2 separate regions of the Mus musculus genome follow, and region 2 is linked to region 1. A link is a contact called in public HiChIP or PLAC-seq data. All regions are on one chromosome and are shown on one strand. The core of a region is the stretch at or near the end of the contact, and the rest is flanking DNA. Distances in the headings are between cores, read along the strand shown.

Evidence for each region. HiChIP or PLAC-seq counts read pairs in DNA pulled down with a chosen protein or histone mark.
Region 2: an H3K4me3 HiChIP or PLAC-seq map of neural tube shows a contact between it and region 1, with 8 times the contacts expected there. The contact joins the promoter of Mrps23 here to the promoter of 4930556N13Rik in region 1. A contact is called at or near these places in 17 of 39 promoter capture datasets (the 3T3-L1 cell line, 3T3-L1-derived adipocytes, the C10 cell line and 10 more), 2 of 484 Hi-C or Micro-C datasets (B cells and embryonic stem cells), 26 of 115 datasets of contacts at active chromatin or transcription factors (T-cell acute lymphoblastic leukemia, bone marrow-derived macrophages, cardiomyocytes and 16 more) and 4 of 9 other capture datasets (adipose tissue, liver, macrophages and 1 more).

What each region holds. Positions count from the first base shown.
Region 1 is chr11:88,850,176-88,852,899 of GRCm38.p6, reverse strand. It overlaps 4930556N13Rik (RIKEN cDNA 4930556N13 gene), which reads right to left and starts at 1,296. Exons shown (of 5, transcript NR_126433.1): 1 at 1,064-1,296; 2 at 617-698. All of the region lies in intron 1 of Akap1 (A kinase (PRKA) anchor protein 1), which reads left to right.
Region 2 is chr11:88,203,079-88,205,778 of GRCm38.p6, reverse strand. It overlaps Mrps23 (mitochondrial ribosomal protein S23), which reads right to left and starts at 1,391. Exons shown (of 5, transcript NM_024174.6): 1 at 1,294-1,391; 2 at 420-590. The coding sequence starts at 1,337.

The DNA of each region.
Region 1 (2,724 bases), core at 47-2,546:
CATATTTATTGAATAGAGTTTTTCTCTTCTGCCTTTGTGATTTCTCCGTTGCTGGCATCGTTAGCCACACATCAATATCTTTCCTTACTTACCTCTTGTGAAGCCACATACCATTTGGTTTTTATTTGCTTGGTCTTGAGACAGGGCCTCTAACTCGTGATCCTCCTGTCTTTTAAGCAAGCCTGTTGTCAGATCACTGCTCATATCTTTGGAGCAGGCCTGTGTGGTACCTTCTGTGGTGAGGTGAGAACTCCATGTACCCAGGAGTGCATTCCTGAATCTGCTTTGTAATCACCCCCTAGAGCCTGACAGAATTCTCTCGTAAAAACCAGGCAATAATAAAGAGACCAAGATGGGGGCCAGGAGGGACTGGACACAGCCTTCAAACTTTTCAAAAACCACACCCCTGTGCAAAGGCATGGTGGTGCATACCTTTGATCCTAGCATTAGAGAGGCAGAGGTGGATGTCTGAGTTCCAGGACAGCCTGGTCTATAGGACAGCTAGGGCTACACAGAGAAACATTGTCTTGAAAAAAAATACTAAAAAACAACAATAACAATAAATGGTTGTGCTTAAAACAAACAAACAAACAAAACCCCCAAACCACACCCCTACCTGAGATGAAGTAACTGGGGAGACCACTGTAGGAGAGTTTGCTTTCTCACATCACTAGAAAGGACTGAGGCGCTGGACCTGTCTGCAAGGAGAGGTGGACACTCTGTTCCTGATTGGTTGGTTGGTTCCTTTGTGTTACCAAGGTTTTTTAAATTTTATGTGTGTAGGTATTTTATCTGCATGTGTGTATGTGCACCACGTGGATACAGTGCCTTCAGGAGGCAGAAGAGGGCATCAGAGCCTCTGGGACTCCAGTCTAAGAAGGTTTTGAGCCACGGTGTGGGTAGTGAGAATTGAACCCAGGTCCTATGTAAGGGCAGCCAGTGCTCTCAACAGCTAAGCCCTTTTAACCAGATTCTTTAAGCTGGAAGTTAGTTAACTACTGATTGGGCTGGCAAGGAAGATCCCATGCTTAGAATGGGAGTTTTAGTTTCCAGCTCGTCTTACCTGGGCCTCTCAGTTCTAGACCTTAGCTTTCCTTTTTGGCCAGAGAAGTTTCACCAAGTGGGTCTTGAGCTTCTGCCCTCCTGCTGTGGAGCAGGCTGAGAAAGTGTTCCAGGGTGTTGGTTGGGGAGATGGCTCATCTGTACCTGTGCAAGGAGTTAGTTACCCTAGGGTGAATCTGTCTGTCTTGTCTGCCAGTCTACATACCTGCACTGGCTGGCTTGCTGCCCTGTAAGGCCATCACAATAGAGGTGTAGGGCTAACCTTGGGCGGGCCAGCCAGCCCATTATGAGCTAACACGGAATCCTGATGGTGCTCGCATGAGTCAGCTTGCTCAGACCCCCAGGGATGAAGGGAACACCCGGGCTAGGCTAAGACCAGCGGGCCTGAGGCATGGCTCCATCTCTGTGACCCTGGGCCTCAGCCATGCTGCCGCGGGAGAGTGGCCCAGGCTCACCATCACCCCCAGAACTGCACTCTGCCAGCAAGGTTGGTGCTAGGCAGGACCTCTCATGTCCTGGGATTTTCTGGGGAAACCTTCTAGTACTTGCTGTCACCCAAGCTGTCGCCACCAGCGTGTGGATATTTAAACTGACTTTACATAAGACTAGACATTGAGGTTTTTCAGTCGCATTTGTCATACTTCAGTGCTCAGTAACCTCCTATGGCTAAGTGCCTGACTGCCAGTGTTGGCCAGAAATCACATGGGGATCGCCGCAGTCAGCCGTTACCTCTGGTGATCTGCCCCACTTGACGAGACTGCCAGGCCTTCTCGCCAGTTCTTTAGGTCAGCTCCTAGGACACCTTCAGGCTCTGCCCAGGGACTTTGCTCCCCTCTCCTACCCTTAAAAACATCAGAACCATAAAAAGGTCACCTCTCCCCTGTATCTGTAGCAGCCTATAGAAATCCTTGCCTTAAAGATTAGCTTATTTTTATTTTATGTGTATGAGATGAGCTTTTGCCTGAATATATATGTATGAGCACTGCATGTGTGCCTGGTACCTAGGCAGGCCAGAAAGGGGGGGGGTCATCTCCTGGAACTGATGGCTATACACTTCCTTATGTGTCCTGGGAAATGAACCCATGTCCTCTGGAAGAGCAGAAGTACCCTTCACTACTGAGCCATCTCTCCAGTCCTTTTTTTTTTTTTTTTTTTTTTTTTTTTTTTTTTGGTTTTTCCAGACAGGGTTTCTCTGTGCAGCCCTGGCTGTCCTGGAACTCACTCTGTAGACCAGGCTGGCCTCGAACTCAGAAATTCACCTGCCTCTGCCTCCCGAGTGCTGGGATTAAAGGCGTGTGCCACCACGCCCGGCTCATCTATCCAGTCCTAATCCAGATCTTTGAAAAAGTTTTTCTGGGCTCCACCGAGACTTGTGTAGGTGTGTGTGTGTGTGTGTGTGTGTGTGAGAGAGAGAGAGAGAGAGAGAGAGAGAGAGAGAGAGAGAGAGAGAGAGAGAGAGAGAGAGAGAGAGAGAGAGAGTGAGAGTGTCTCCGAGATAGTCTTCTGGTAGATCATCTGCTCCTTAGGAGCAGCAGAGCTGAGAGCTCAGAAACCGCTGTGGACAGAAACTAGAGGCTCTTTCTCTCGCTGCCAGGCAGGGAACCACAATTGTATGTTCTTCTTTCCTTAACTCACACGCCAAGGAACTTCCTATGGAGGCCA
Region 2 (2,700 bases), core at 142-2,641, 650 kb after region 1:
TTAACCTCCTTGAACCTGATAGTTCTCTTGAATAACACAGAGGCAATGATACCTGCCTTCGCGGACAGGGTTAGAGTAATAAAGTCTATGAGCTGATGTTTGTCAAGGGCTGATCAAGTACCTCATACAGAACAGAGGCCAGTTAACAAACACTTTATCTGCAACTTTGTCAGTTTAGTCTCCAGATTCCACTTCTTAGAACTTCTGTTTCTGGGCTGGAGAGATGGCTCAGTGGTTAAGAGCACTGACTGCTCTTCCAGAGATCCTGAGTTCAATTCCCAGCAATCACATGGTGGCTCACAACCATCTGTAATGCGATCTGATATCCTCTTCTGGTGGTCTGGTTGGCAGACTTCTACATGAGCCTTCCTCTCTGAAGGTCTGCGGCACCCTGCTCACTATAGGGGATAGACACTTACGCTCGAATCTGATCCTCCTGGTAAAAGATGTCCTGGATGTCAGCTTTGGCTTTGCCGTATCGCAAGCGGGGCCTTCGGAAGACAGGCTCTCTCAGGGGTGGAAAGGCCTTATATATGTCATACCACAGTGGCTTCTCTTTCAACACCCCGGCCCGCATCAGATCCCTCGTCCTTAGAAAGGGAACAGAACCAAGGTCAGTCGGTTACCACAGGGTTGTAAAGTCTCTGAATCAACTTAAACGAAGGAAAGAGCAGCCTGGTAGGGGTGAGCTGAAATGGGCCTCCCGCCTAAAGGAGGCACGGCCAATACACACAGCAACCTAGCATGGCCACAGTGTTAAGTCCAGTTGGTTAGCTCTCATGTAGCCTAGGCTAGACTTAAACTAAAGAGTGTGGCCAAGGATGACCTTGAATTTAGTGCCTCCCTGCACTTCCCTAGAGCTAGGATTACAGCGTGTCCACGCAGGCTTTTTGTTTTGACAGAAGTCCACCAGTAGCCTTGCTACGAAGCCAGGTTGGCCCCGGTCTTGTGGCAATCCTCCTGCCTCGCCTCCTAAGTGCCGAGACTACGCGCGCGAGCCACGACACACAGCTTCCATCTTCTTGCACGGGTCCCACCCACCGTTCCATAGTGAAAAAGCAAGACCTGTCCAGTCAGGCCCTTCAGCTTCTTTACTGTAGAAGGTCTCCACCGAAATGGGGTGGCGAGCACAATCTGACAGGACAGAAATCCAAGGGGACAGAGACAAACCACACCGATTCCGTGCCAAGGGCATCACCTGGCTCGGACACCCGCAACCGCATCCCCTAAGGATATGCCAGGAGGGTCGTGACCCGCTAGGAACTCTGCCCTCGCCCAACTCGGAGCACGCACCGGGAGAACACGCTCCCCACCGTCTCCAGCCGGCTCCCCGCCATGGCCACTTGGGCTAGAAAGCCTCGGGCTGTTACCGGAAGCGGAAGCGGCAGCAAGCAAGCCAAGGGGGAACAAGCGGCTGGCCGAGCCGAGGATGACAGTCCCGCCTCGACGTCATCCGGACGGCGGAACCAGGCAGAAGCAAACGATGGGCTGAGCAGGAGCCCTCAGGTCCTGCGTCCGGGTGGGTGGGGGTGGGGTGGGGTGGTCAGATACGAATAATCGATTCCCGAGCCAAAAGAGCGGGAGCGCGCCAAAGCTGCGCAAGAGTAGCAAACGACCGGTCCTGGGGAAAGGTGGAGTGTGGCGCCTGCTTTCTTCTCTCTAACTTTGCAAAGCTTCCTCCTCTCTGGCAGGGTGGAGGGAATAGTGTGGAGCTCGCCGGGATGCAGCACATCCTACAGTCAGGAACAGCTAGCCAATATGACATTTGAGGACACCAGGCTCGACTAAGCCTAATCTTAGCCACTCACACTACTCAGAAACTGAGACCCAAATAGGGGCGAAGTAACTTTTCCAAGTGACACGAGCCTCCAGGCCTCCTTCCTCGGCCTTTTGCGCCTTAAGCGGGGCTCAGCAGAGCAGTCTGTTTTCAGGCTCAGTGGAAAGCTGCCTGTAAGTAGTAGTTCCTCCGCTGGAGGCGTCCCTCGCCCGCCCGCTAGCGCTGGAGTTTTAAGAAGTAAAAGCCCAGAATGAATGCATTCGGAGGAAGAAAATAAAAATCTGGGGGAACGTAGTCTGTCATTGTTCAACTGTTCAAAGTATGGGTTTGGAGGAATATCCGTTGGAGAAGCACCCCTTAGAAATTTCATCAGGGTATTTGTGCGAAGAACATCATGGTTGATCGTAGTGACAAGATTTAAAAAAAAACAACAACAACAACAAAAACAAAACATCGGGCTGGAGAAAGAGTTCATCAGTTAAGAGCACTGACTGCTCTTCCAGAGGACCCAGATTCGAGTTCTAGCACACACAGGGTGACATAACCACCTGTCACTCTAGTCCCTGGAGATTTGATGTTCTCTTCTGAACACTGCAGGTACCAGGCATGTATGTGGTGTACAGGCTTACGTTCGTGCAAAATACTGATACACATGAAATTAATTAAAATTCATCATATGATCAGGAGGTGGTGGGTCATACCTTTAATCCCAGAACTCAGGAGACAGAGGCGGACGATCTCTGAGTTTGAGGCCAGTCTGGTGATGTACAGATCAAGTTGCAGGACAGCCAGGGCTACACAGTGAGATGCTGTCTAAGAAAAATAAAAAAACAAAAAACAGAAGAGCAACAACAAATATTTCATCGAATGAAAAGTAGTAGAGGATGTTAGCACACGCCTTTGATCCCAGCACTTGAGATGCA